Regions from separate parts of the Gossypium hirsutum genome. Here region 1 is linked to region 2. A link is a contact called in public Hi-C data. All regions are on one chromosome and are shown on one strand. Each heading gives the region's core, a stretch centred on a gene start, on an enhancer-like site or on the middle of the called end of the contact. The rest is flanking DNA. Distances are from core to core; before and after follow the strand shown.

Region 1 (6,613 bases), core at 2,618-5,117, 840 kb before region 2:
CTCTAAGCAAGGCTCCAAAGATATAGGTTAAGCATGAATTGTGTTGGCAGTCTATGTGTGCAAAGTCTTGTTGTTATTTCATTTGTTATGGCTTCAACTTTTACCATAATATAACTGAGCATACTTTTAATATGCACAAATTGATAACATTATTAAATGCTTCCATTAGAGTGGAGATGTGATTTTTTTTTACTGTTATTTGGTCACACAATCAAAGCTATGTAAAAATTTAGACAACCATATTCAAGTTAGTGATGTTTAGGCGCCAAGACACTCATACCTAGCTAGAAGCATCAAAACCACTTCACACCATATTCAAGTTAGTGATGTTAAGGCAAGCATTTTTTTGCACCTTGCACCTTGCACCTTACACCTTAGGTTATTTAAGGGTCTTAGACCTATTCAAGTAATAATAAATTTACATGTTAGTCAAATATTTAAAATTGTTTTTTAAATCATACAATCACTTTAATGGTAACAACTAACGATGTTCTCAATGTATACTTACTAGCAATGTTATAAGAATAGATAAATAAAATTATGTCAAATTAAAGAGATTAAATCTCAAATTTCAACATAATAGAAGGATTACAATGAAATTTGATCAATTTAAATGGATGTCCAACCAAACGTGTTCATTTTGGTTTGCTTTTATCACATGCAAAGACTTAACTTAGAATTTAGGTAAGAAGATGGGCAAAACATATTGGAACTAAAAGCCAGTACCTACAACCTTCCAAAAAAAACAAAAAAGTACCTACAAAGCTAAAACTTTATGCATCTTCCTACTTTTTAACTAACCCAAAAAGGATACAACTATTAAGGCTTTTTTAAGCTTGTTTTTAATCTTTTAAATAAATTAATTTATCATTAAATAATGCTTATGTACTTTTTGACTTCAACCAAATTTTATAATCACAGTTTTTTTAGTAATTAGTTTCTATAATTTATTTTGAGGTAATTGCTCCAAATGGCTTTACATTCTAGTTGAGTGCTTAAACTTCTAGTTTCATATTAGTTAGGTTCTTCGGTCAAGTTATTAAGTGTTAGTTTGAATCTAACGTGGACTATATTTAAATATGTTGATCAAATGTTTAATACGTGTGTATATATTATATAAACAACGGCATGTTAGGAAAAAAAGACGTAAATAAATTTTATACGAACAAATTATTTTGACAGGTTAAATCCAAATTATCCATATGATAAGTGCACACATGTTTAATCCATTTAAATATGTTGAATATCATATGCAAGTTAACCTTCAATGTCTAAACTCACAGGACGACTGATAATTTTATCAATCAATTGAGACATTGAAATTTAGTATAATTTAAAAATTAAATAATAATTTAGAGATGGATGATGCAATTAAATTTTCTTTTATATATTTATTTAGCGGCACGCAAAAGCTTAGTTGGGCCAAACAGAATCTCAGAAAAGAAAAGAAAAAAAAAGAAGAGTTAAATACATGTAAATATCTGCCCATTATACGACTCATAATTTTAACAAAAATAGAACTCCCAAAAGGCCTAACCCATGCTAAAACTCTGATAAAAAGTCCAATAAGAAATTTTAAACACATTATTGACAAAACTGTTGATTTCATTCAAATTAGATGCCTTTAGTGATGAAATGGCCCAATCAATCATGTTGGGGAGAGACAATCTAAATACACCCACCTTTTTTCAGCGCTCTCTACCAAAATCCATTTGACAGAAGTTGCATTTTTAAGTGAAGCGGTGGCAGTTGGAGACATTATTTGGGGCTTTTTATGTAATAACTATCTATGCAAATTAGCCTGTTCTACTTATCAAAGGTCTTCATGGGCTTCGAAGATCATATGGCTATATAAACTGACATGGTTTTAGTCTTTAACAGCAAACGTGATTCTTTCCATCACGGAACCGGAGCTTGTTCTTAGTTTTTCATTTTAGGTGTGTTCAAATTATGAATTTAGGATCTTTACCATGTTAAGAATTTGGCATTTAAACTTGACAGTTAAATTCATTTTGGTCCCTAAACTTGAAAAATAAAAAAGTTTAATGATGTGGTACTCTAACATTGTGCCACATCATTACATGAAAATTTAAAATTTATAAATTTTATATAAATTTTCAGGTGATGATGTGGTACAACTAGTTCAACATGTTCCCTATTCAACCAGTTTGATCAATTCAACCAACAAACTAACAATAATTAAATAAGTAATTAAAATTCATAAAAATATAAAAACATAAAATAACAAAAAATATATATTAAACTGGTTCAATTGGCAATTTTTGTCCTAGATTTTAATTTTTACCAATTTCAAACAGTTTCCGTGTCAATCAGTTTAACCCTTTTGTTTGAACCGTTACATTGCTTAATTCTCAGTTTGTCTACTTTGATCATGCTCTAGTAACATTGATTATATCTCCAAATCTTGACAAGATCTAAGTTCAGGGACGAAAATAGATCTAGTTGCCAAGTTCAAAGATCAAAGTAGACAAAAAAATTTACAAGTACCTAAGTGGACCTAATTGCCAAGTTCAGGGGCCAAAACTTATATTATCCGTAAATTTATATACTTTATTTTTAACATAGTTTGATCGTTTATTTTTATAAAATTATTAGTAAATTCAAATTTATAATACCGTTTATTATCGTCAATAAAGAGATGACGCATTTTTAAAAAAAAATAGTTGTAAGCATTAGTTGACATATATTTGCTGTTGATTGAACATAGTTGATTGAATTTTCACATGATATTGATTATGCAGTTGAATAATAGTAAAAAAATTCCACATAATCACTTTAATAGGAGCAAGTAAGGGTGCTAACATTTTGGACTTACTAATATATATCCATAATAAGAGCTGGTAAAACCGGCTTGAGCTTGAAAGGCTGTTTGTGTTGGTCCGAGTCCGAGAAAGCTCGAGCATGAGAAAATCTTAGCCCGAAAAACCAGAGCTCGAGAAATACTCGAGTCTATAAGACTTTGAGTTCGGGACCAATTTGACCTGAGCTTGAGAATAACCTGACTCAAAGTTTTAATTTATAATTAAACAACCATAGACATTAATAATTAATATAGATTTCAATATTAAAAAAATATATAATATTTTTTATGAAAATTTATTCATATGCATGACATATTTATAATAAATTTTTATTAATAGGAAACACAATTAATAGTAATTTTTTATGTTAAATTATAAAGTGAAAATTAAAAATATTAATTTAATATAAAATATTTTTATTACTATGATTATATATGTATAATAAATATATAAAATTAATAGATATTAAAATCTATACTATATAACTATTATTATATTACATAATATATTATATATTATATGATATAACATTATATGACATAGAAGAAGAGCTAACTTTCAAATGTATGAAAAGTATAACGACCTAGAGCATATTTCAAATAATATAATAACAATTAAGAATTAATAATTAATATATAACGTACTTCTATTATATATAATAAAAGATATAATATTACTAGATATTATAATGTTTAATCATTGATGCATATATATCAATTATTAATATATTATATACTATAAGATATAACATTATGTAATATAGTAGGGGGGCCAACTTTGAAATTTATAAAAAATATAGGGACTTAGAGCATATTTCAACCAGTATAATAATAAACAATAATATATGATAATAATTAAAAATATTATGTACTACTCTACTATTATAACATGTGATATAGTATTATTTAGTGAAATAATATTATATATATAACTATAATTATATTATAGACTATAATAAAATATATCATATCTGTAATGGGCCGAATCTACCCAGGCCTAATAACAAAAAATCAAACCCAGATACCCATTTACAATGGGGCCCAATGGCCCAAAACCTAAACCTAAGTTTAGCCAAACAGCCAAACCCTAGCAGTAAGGAGCTCCGCAGCCCTAACCTGCAGCGCCGTACAAGCTTCCAGCGCCTCCGTACGCCGTACACTTCCACGCGCCACGCATACCTGCAAACAGACAAGAAAACAACAGCAAATAGAAACAAAAAACAACGGAATAGCAAATAAAGAGGGCTTGTATTTTCATTTTTGATTATTGTTCGGCTAATAAAACCAAAAAGCCTTTTCATTGTAAAACTATGAACGCACACTACAATACATATATTAAATAGTAGAAAAGAAAAAAAAGAGTGATCTAAAGGTGATTTCAAATTTTTCCCTCTTTTCTGTCAATTTGCTTGCATTATTTTGGCATAGAAAACGAAAAAGGATGCTTGAAACAACACCGATGAAAGCCCTCATGTCTCAGGAATATGGTGATTCGGGCTAGGGTTGTTTTCTCTTGTTTTTCGTCGGATCTCGCCTTGTTTTTGACAGAATAGTACAGGATTTTAAAGTTTCTGTTTTTTTAAAAAAAAGGGGAAAGGAGTACTCTTACCGAATCTTCGTGGGTAAGGCTTTCTTCAGCAAGATCCGATCCCTATTCGTGCACCGTCAGCCATCAAATTGATAGTGGTTTGGGCAGTTGCTTAATGAACCCAAAGAGAATGAAGGGTTCTGTTTCTTTTTTTAAATTAAAAGGTTATTTGTGTTTTGAAAGGAAAATAAATGGGAATATGGATTTTAGCATTAAAATAAGTCTGTGCCTTTTCATTAGAAGTGGGAAATTTGCGCATTAAATCCTTCCTTTTGCGCGATTATTCAATTGTGCCTTATTTGTTTTGCCCTTTTTTTAATTTGGCTCTTTAATTCGTGCGCGTTTCCATTTTAGTCCGCGATACAGTGCTGCGTTTTGGGCTAGGGATATTTGCAATTCTAATCCCCAGACATTCATGCGCCTTGTACATTGATCTTATTTATGATTATTTGTATGTTATTTTGGATTCAATTTTAATTTGGTCTTTCATTTGTATAGTTTGCTAATTTAAAATGCATTTAATATTTTATATGTATTAATCCATGTTAATAATTTTGTTTGTTTACATTTGTATAATTATTTTGAGATTTTTTTTATCTTATTATTTTTACATTGTGCATCCCATTTCTTTAAATATTTTATACATATTTGTATATACATCATTCTTATTAAATTCTTAATCTATAATAAACATTATTTTGAAGTTAACAACATTCTTATTTATTTTTGACAAGATCATCGTTTTAAAATTCTTTTTACATTAAATTATTTTAATACCTCATTATAAAGTTTTAATTTAAATATTTTTATATATTGATACATAAATTATTTTAATAGAGTTTTCTATTTAAAATATTTCTTGATTCATGATTTACTTAATGTTTTTATGTATATATGACACTATTTTGGGAACTTCATTTTTATGTTTATAAAATTATTATTTTGAAATGTTTCTCTATATTATATTATCTTAGTATGTTATTTAGTATTTCTTTAAAATGTTTTTAAGTATAATGGTACTTATATAATTTATAAGCTAACTTAATTTTGTATGCATCATTCATTTCATGCCATTTTTTTTACAAGTAATTATTCTTAAATATATATATATATTTGGTACATATATCTTATCATGTACTCCACCATTCTTTCATATTTTTAAGTTATTGTATATTGTCGTTTTTTAAATGAATTTGTGTTGAAAATGTTTCGCATACTATTTGATTCATATAATTTATTCTATAATATTTATTTCAATGATTATATTTATAGCCTTGGTTTTTTTTTACCTAAATTATTTCAAATTTATCAATTCACCCACTCATATATCATATATATTATGTGTTCATTCGTCTATTTTGAAATTGTCTTATACCACATTGACTTCTAAATTCCATTTTGTCTTGTATATGATCTGTTGATTGATTTATATTGTGCCATATTTATTGTTGTTGTATATTATTTATTCGTTGTTTTATTTTTTATATTAATTGTTTTCGATCCATGCTAAAAAATTTGATCACATTTTTCGTAGAATAGTCGTACTTAATCGTTGGAGTTATCAATTGTGGTTTATTGTACTTTAGGTGTGCATATTATCGCATGTTTATTCTTTTTTAAATGTTTCTTTGAAATACACTAATTATTCTATTCTATTTCAAGTAAAATTAATATGTTTTAAGCTAGTTTTATAACTATTCGTTTAAAAATTCTTTAAAACGAAGGTAATGTTCGATGTTTGGCAATTTGGGGAATCGTGCCCTATCGTGCTGGGTTGCGATTTCCTGTTTGTTCAAAATAATCGAATATCCCTTTAGAATTTCACTCATGTTCTCTAAATTCTAAAATAAGGCAATGTTCGATGTCTAGAAATTCGAGGAATCATACCCTACTGTGCTGGGTTTCGATTTTTTCGTTGGACTAAATAATTGGGCATCATTTTGCATATAAATTTTTAGAAGTTGAAATTTATCGTGTTTCGAGGATACAAAGGATCGTGTCCTATTGTGCTGGATGTGATGCTGTATTCCTCTGAAACAAGGGAATTTTGACGACCAACTCGGGCTATTCAAATAAAAAGAACCACCTTTCAAAAACTCTTTTAAATCTCAGACATAAGGACAATATTTAATCATTTTGGTACCAATTTTGGGCATAATGAGGGTGCTAATCCTTCCTCATACGTAACCGATTCCCGAACCCGT
Region 2 (7,399 bases), core at 4,374-6,873:
ATGTATATTTGGCCAAGCTATAGTCTTGGTGAATTTTGCATATTTCTGATTTTGTGAAAAATGGACTAAATTGTCAAAGTGTGAAAATGTAAGGCTAAAACGAAAAGTGCCCTAAATATGTGTTATGGATTATTTTGAGTGAAGGAATGATTGAATGGTTGAATTTTAATTGTATTAGATCAAGAATAAAGAAAATCGGACTTAGATCGAGAGAAGTCCAAAATAGTTGAATAGTCGACTCGTTCCGTCTGAAATCCGTACAAGGTAAGTCAAATTACAATTACGTGTTAATTGAAATAAATTCTGCACATATAAACTGTAATCTGTATTGGATGGCCTTGAGTGTCTGATGTATATCTTTGGAGTAAAGTATGATAATATGTTAATATCTGAAAAAAACTCTGTATGTTCCTAAGAAAAGTTGACATTTATCTGTTACATCGTGTAAGACCGTGTCTGGGACACAGGCCTCGATTGAGATTTACGTATAAAACCATCTCTAGGACATCGGCATCATATCTAATTTTGTATAAGACCCTGTCTGGGATAGAGGCATCGATATTGAATTACATGTAAGACCACGTCTGGGACATCGGCATTGTACTTGATTATGAGCATCTGTATCGTTTCTGACCCGTCTAATTATAATGTATGAAATCTGAGATTGAGTATATGAATTGTACAACCTATGCAGGTACTTTTGTATTGTACTAAATTTTCTAAATATGAAAAACTCTGTCTCTATGAAATATGTATGGAAATGAAGCATGACATATATGCAAACAAAGGAACATGGTTAAGTTTATGAATTATTCTATGAAATGGTTATGAATCTAGATGGTTGAATGGTACATATATGCTTTAGTAATTTTACCAATTGTATTTGGCTTACTAAGCTCTTTGTAGCTTACTCTGTGTGTTTACTGTCTGTTTTACAGTTATCGTAGCTACTGAAGGCTCGGGGATAGTCGAGGATCGTCACCACACTATCAATCTTATTTTGGTACTTTTGAAAGTGTAAATAATTTTAAAGTATGGCATGTATAGGCTAGGAGGTCTATGTATATAAGTTTTGATGTGTATATATTATGCCATGGGAGTTGGCTAACAATGATGAGTTGTGTATAGTTTTGGTGTATGTTTGTAATGTGCTAAGTTCTAATGTGTTTTGGTCATTCTTAAGCATGGAATTGGTTAGAAATTTTGGTGTGAATGTTGTCTATTATTGTTTGTAGGATTGGACCCAAAAAGGGGTGGCAAATTGGCTTTAACCAAGCCTGCTTGGTGCCCCACGGTCAGGGTACACGGGCGCGCCTTGTGGCCGTGTAAGAAAAGCAGTATTCTTCTAAGAATCACACAGTCTCGACACACGGGCGTGTCATATGGCCGTGGGCTAAAGTCAGTAGCTAGCTAAGTATCACACGGCCATAGTACACAGGCGTGCCTATTGGCCGTGTGAAAAAGTCAGTATAAGACCTATTTTTTGGCACGGCTAGTCACACAGACGTGTGACTTTAACAGTTTGAAAGAATTGGTTAAATTCTGAAAATTCTGAATAAGTTCAGTTTAGTTCCAACCTTTCTTTAAATATATATTTTAGGTTTCGTAGACCATAATTAGAGATGATTGTTTATGAAATGATGTTAAATAGTATTTGTGATTCTGAATTGGTCTGAAATGTTCTGTCTGTCTAGTAATGCCTCGTAACCCTAATCTGATGTCGGTTACGGGTTAGGGGTGTTACAACAATTGTACTATGTGAACTTACCTAGTCAAAACAACAACAGAACAACTCTCTAAGGATTAATTAACAGTTTTTGTCATTTCCCCGATTTTCTTCAAATTGGTCCAATTTCTAATCTATTCAATAATTCAATTAAAATTTATCAATTCCAGACATCTTATATTTCATCCAATTATAATCATATATCAGCTCAATTTTATTTTTCTAATGCTCCCTAAAGTTTTTCATTTTATTCAATTTAGTCCCTAAAATATAAATAGTTATAACTTTCAAATTTGAGCCCCGATTTCGAAACCAATCTCAATTTCATCCTTTTACAACCAACTATTATTCTTAATTATAGGAATTTCATACCAATTTTGAAATGTTTACACTTTAATCCTTATGTTCAACATTAATAGTTTTCACTTTAATAATTTGACATTTTTCATATCCAAGCTTAAAATATAACCAAATAACGCCAAAAGCTTTAAGATTAAACAATGGCAATATTTATAAACTTTAACAGTTTCAAAAAATTAATACACGGGTCAACCAGATTAAGCTCATGGGATTTCAAAAACATAAAAATTACAATAAAAAGGCTAATTTGAACTAATCGATTGAAGGCTTGCAATTCAAGAACCCTAGGCCAAAGCTTCCATTTTTTGGCAATGGCGGTTTCAGTTGTATGAGGAAAAAGAAAGAAAATGTTTCTCTCACCTTCCACCATGCCTTAATTATAAGCTTCCAACCTTTGTTGATGTTGACATGTTTCCAAAGATGACTCACTTGATCATTGTCACAAAACGGATGATGCAACATATGTGGTTAACTTGTTAATCAAATAGGTGGTGCACCTGCATAGTATACCTCGCACCATTATTTCTGATCAAGACATAATGTTCTTAAGTCACTTTTGGAAAGTTTTATGGGGTAAGCTTGGAACTAAGTTACTTTACTCGACTATTTGTCAACCCCAAACCGATGGCCAAACTGAGGTGGCCAAGAAAGTCTCAAGTTCTTTACATAGAGTCATTGTGGGTAAGAATCTTAAAAATTGGGAAGAGTATTTAATGTATGTAGAGTTTGCTTATAATAGATCTATTGATTCAACTATCGGTTACTCTCCTTTTGAAATTGTTTATGATTTTAACCCACTTACAATACTTGATTTATGCCTTTTCCCATCAATGGGTTTTCTAGCTTAGATGGAGAAAAGAAAGTGGAGTTAGTGAAATCTATCAATGAGAAGACAAGACAAGGAATTGATAAGATAAATTTGTTCAATGCCAACAAAGTTAAAACTCATTTCTAAATTTAATTCTATAGTGTATGATTTATGAACTAATTTAATTTGGCAAGATTAATAGTAATTAGTATTTGCGTATGTTTGGACATGTAATATTATTAGATTAAATTATAATAATAGAATTTAAAGCTAATCAACTTAAGTGTAAATTTGGTGTACAATATAATCAATACCAATTTTAACTTTAACAATGAGATTTTATTTATATTTGGAATTCTGACTGAGATATTCATAATTATTGGATTTAATTAGAATGGGGAGGTAATATTGATGATCTTTAAGGTAATAAATATCGAATATTAAGTCAAATTTTTCTACGGTGAAAAAGTATTACCGTCGTTTATTCACTTTGTTAAAAAAAGTATTTTTTATTATAAAAAAGTCACAAATCATTAATGGGGATAATTATTTTTGACCCATAGATAAGGACATTCTATTTTTGTTTTAAAATAAAAATAAAATTATTATCCTTTTAGAAAATGTTTTATTCAAAAAGACCATGAATGGTTGACTTGTATACTTCCTCGCAAATGAGTAATGATTTTCTTAAATATTGGATTGTTTTGAATTAAACCTATTAGTTAATAAATTTTAATATCCAATAATGATGTTATGATACGATAATAATGTAAAATCGAGTCCTAATTTAGTAAATATGGACCTCAGTTTGTTTTTGTTAGGATTTTCATAGTTCGTATTTATGTGAATCGTACTCTGAATTAGCTTAATAAGTAATTAATTTCGCCTAACTTAAAAATATTAGTGACAACTCCTAGATATGGTTATCCTTGTTATTCAAATGTTGGAATTATTGGATACATTATGACATATATACTAAAAATTAAAATAATGACATAAAATATTATTAGAGGTAATAGAACTATTATAAAAGCTGGATGCGGTAGAAAAAAGTAAGGTGGTATTTGTTAAATTCATAAGTTAAGTGCTGAAAATTTAAGTATTAAAAATTTAATTTATGAGACATTTGCTATATTAATTAAAATTAAGAACATTTGCTATATTAATTAAAATTAAGTACAAAATATAATTAGGTTGTATTATAAATATTAATTTTAAATTATGAACCCTTTTTATTTTATAATTTTAAAAGATTTCATGTCAAAATTAAGTGATAAGTAACTCTTTATCTACTCATATTCTTTATATAGAAATATTATATGGTGTGAAAAAATAAATTACAAAAAATAATTATTTTCATTCTATTTAAACTCTAATCTTATCACGTTGATGCGCATATGAAGTTCTGGGCTGCTCTTCCATTTTTGGGCTTCTTGAGAAAAATGAACCAAATTTTAAAAATTTGGGCTTGTTGACAAAAGAGAGCCAGAACCACACTTAATGAAAATCAAGTTAAATTTGTCAGAAGTGGGATTTGAACCCACGCCCTCTCACGAGGACCAGAACTTGAGCCTGGCGTCTTAGACCACTCGGCCATCCTGACTGTCTGCCCTAGTCCTGGTAAAACAACTTTTCTCAATACGTCACTTGAGTTGATTGTAAATTTAATATTTTTTTTGTTAATATTAAAAATCCCAGTACAAATTTATAATTAATTCTTTTCATATTTTATGACTAATATTATATATATTATACTCCCGTATAAATACTTTTACTAATTGGTTGTTTTACCCTTGCATTTGATTTTATATCAATTAATATTTCTTTTATATTTTGGACAATTTTTGTGGATGATATAAAAAATAAACCATGTCATTTTTAATAAAGTTGTTCAAAATAATTAGTGATAATGTTGCATTAAATTTGAAAATTATAAAAAAATAATTATAAATTATATTAAAATTTATAAAAGGCTCATAAAAATTAAAATATATATATGAATACATGAACTGCTATGTAAATTGCTATGTTTTAAGTTTCAAGATTTTAATCCATATTTTCATTAAAAAATAAATTAAACTATTTTTCAAAAGATTGATAGTGAAATTTGACTTTTTTTTAAAAGAATGAGGGTCAAATTTAGTTTTTAAAAAAAATAAGGGTCAATTTGACAAAAGATATAAACTTTTAAAAGCTAAGGCAAACTTTTTAAAATTAAAGATTATTTTTATAATTTTCCTAACTTAGTTAGTTCTGGGCGACTGGTGACACCAATGCAGTCAGGAATTTTATTAATCATATAGAAATAGAATTGATGGATGTAATAAAGTATAAGTAGTAAAATTCAAATGTATAAATAAATCAAAATAAATTTGTAGTTATTTAGTAAATTTAAAGTTTTTCCAATGAAATTGATTGACATGAATTTAAATCGTATATTTTTATTATTTTTTAAAAATTAAAAAGATTAAAATAACCTTAAATATCTTCTTTTAAATATAAAATATTATTTTTATAATTTTTTAATCGAATTAATACTCGTAAGAGCATCCTACTTAAAGATTTTATTAATAGTAAGAAAGATAGAAGAGTTGTTAAATTTTTTAATTACTAGAAAAATTAAGTTTTTTAAGAATATATCTATAAAAGGTACTTTGAAACTTGTATAAAACCAAAAATTAAAATAGAATTATTATAAGAAATTCATAAATTTAAAAAAAATCGACAAAACCTAACCAAATAAACCTTCTTCAACGCTAATTGGTTGTGGCTCCACGCGCCATACAGGCTTGTAAATGCTGAAGGTCGTTTCTGGGAGATAATCCACTCGGCCGGCAAAGTTTTGTCCTTAGGTCTCGTCGTCACACTCTTTTGGAAATGGAATCCAATCCACCATAGTACTATTAAGTCAACCATTTCCATAGCCTACTAAAAGATAAACACCGCTCTTCATTTCTCCACTCACTCAAACAACTAGTAGCATCTATGGCTTCCATGGCTTCTCTTTCAGCTTCTTACCCTAAATATACGTCCAATTTTCCGACTAGATACACGCACCTGTTGTATGATTTATGTCTTGTTCCACGAAATCTTCCTCTTATGAAAAATGGGTCTTTCTCGGATTTGACAATCGTTAGAAGTTCTAATCAAACTGAATCAATGATCGGTTAGTGTGTATTTTTTGGTAAATTATGTTATTACATTTCATATCGCATCATTTCTTATGAGCTTTCTGTATTTGGTGGGTGATTTTGTCTTGGCAGATTCTACTGATAAACTATCAGACATTCCTTTACTGTCTTGTTTAGAGGTTTCTTTCTTTCTGTCTTACATGATATCTTTGATTTCCCATCTGTAATGTTTTTCTTTCTTTTCTTTTTTTTTATTTACTTTTTTTGGTTTGTTGAAGGCTATTGAAAAGCTAAAACATAACAGAGAAAACAACAAAGGGAACCAGCAATACCTGGCTATGTACTCTAGCATATTTGGTGGAATAGTAACCGATGAAGCTGCCATGGTGATCCCTATGGATGATCACATGGTTCATAGGGGACATGGTGTCTTTGATACTGCCACAATAGCGAACAGGTTAGTGAATCTTTCAGCCAAAGAGCTCATTTTTTTGTCCCTAATTTGGAATGGAGTCCGTAATCATAAAATAATTTAATAACCCTTTTTATAACAAGTTGGATTGATTAACAGATTGATGAAAAAATTATATTATATCTTGATTGAATCAAGATTGAGGCTTTGAATCCAATAGAATTGGGTGTTTTTCAACCAAGAAGAGAAAATTACTTGTGTATGTATATATGCATGTTAAGTTGGTACTTTGTAAAGCTCTATTATGTTTTTTCTACATTTCAGACACCTCTATGAATTAGACCAACATGTTGATCGTATCGTAAAGTCGGCAACTATGGCAAAAATCATTCTTCCATTTGATCGTGAGACTCTCCGAAGAATTCTTATACAAACTGTAAGTGTATCCAAGTGCATAAATGGATCACTGAGATACTGGATTTCAGCTGGACCTGGTGACTTTCAACTATCCCCTTCTGGCTGTCACCAACCAGCTCTTTATGCTATTGTGATTGAAGATAAATCTTTGTTCAATTCGAAAGGCATCAAAGTAGTTACTTCATCAATCCCCATGAAGCCTCCCCAGTTTGCCACCATGAAGAGTGTGAATTACCTTCCGAACGCGCTTTCAAAGATGGAAGCTGAAGAAAAAGGTGCATATGCAGCAATTTGGCTGGATGATGATGGATTTGTTGCTGAAGGGCCTAGTATGAATGTGGCATTCATTACAAAGGAAAAGGAGATGTTGATGCCGAAATTCGACAAAATTTTGACTGGTTGCACGGCTAAGAGAGTTTTGACTCTTGCAGAGGGACTGGTGAGAGAGGGGAAGCTTCGTGGAATAAGAGTGGATAACATGAGCGTCGACGAAGGGAAAAGCGCAGACGAAATGATGCTTATTGGCAGTGGAGTCCTTGTTCGCC

Evidence for each region. A called contact is a pair of places that touch in the nucleus more often than the background predicts.
Region 1: a Hi-C map of leaf shows a contact between it and region 2, with 3 times the contacts expected there. The contact joins the enhancer-like site here to the promoter of LOC107963323 in region 2. A contact is called at or near these places in 5 of 34 Hi-C or Micro-C datasets (callus, hypocotyl, leaf and 1 more).

What each region holds. Positions count from the first base shown.
Region 1 is chrA06:34,880,030-34,886,642 of Gossypium_hirsutum_v2.1, reverse strand. No RefSeq gene overlaps it. Among protein-coding and RNA genes, the nearest start is that of LOC121231128, 76 kb to the right of the region's middle. Within about 2 kb of position 3,867, at least 9 of the 9 cell types and tissues checked have an H3K27ac peak or open chromatin away from gene starts, as enhancers often do. A contact at or near this core is called in hypocotyl and leaf, where this site is marked.
Region 2 is chrA06:34,042,581-34,049,979 of Gossypium_hirsutum_v2.1, reverse strand. It overlaps LOC107963323 (D-amino-acid transaminase, chloroplastic), which reads left to right and starts at 5,623. Exons shown (of 5, transcript XM_041115180.1): 1 at 5,623-6,060; 2 at 6,158-6,204; 3 at 6,304-6,482; 4 at 6,762-7,399. The coding sequence starts at 5,880. It overlaps TRNAL-CAA (transfer RNA leucine (anticodon CAA)), which reads right to left and starts at 4,497; the gene lies at 4,414-4,497.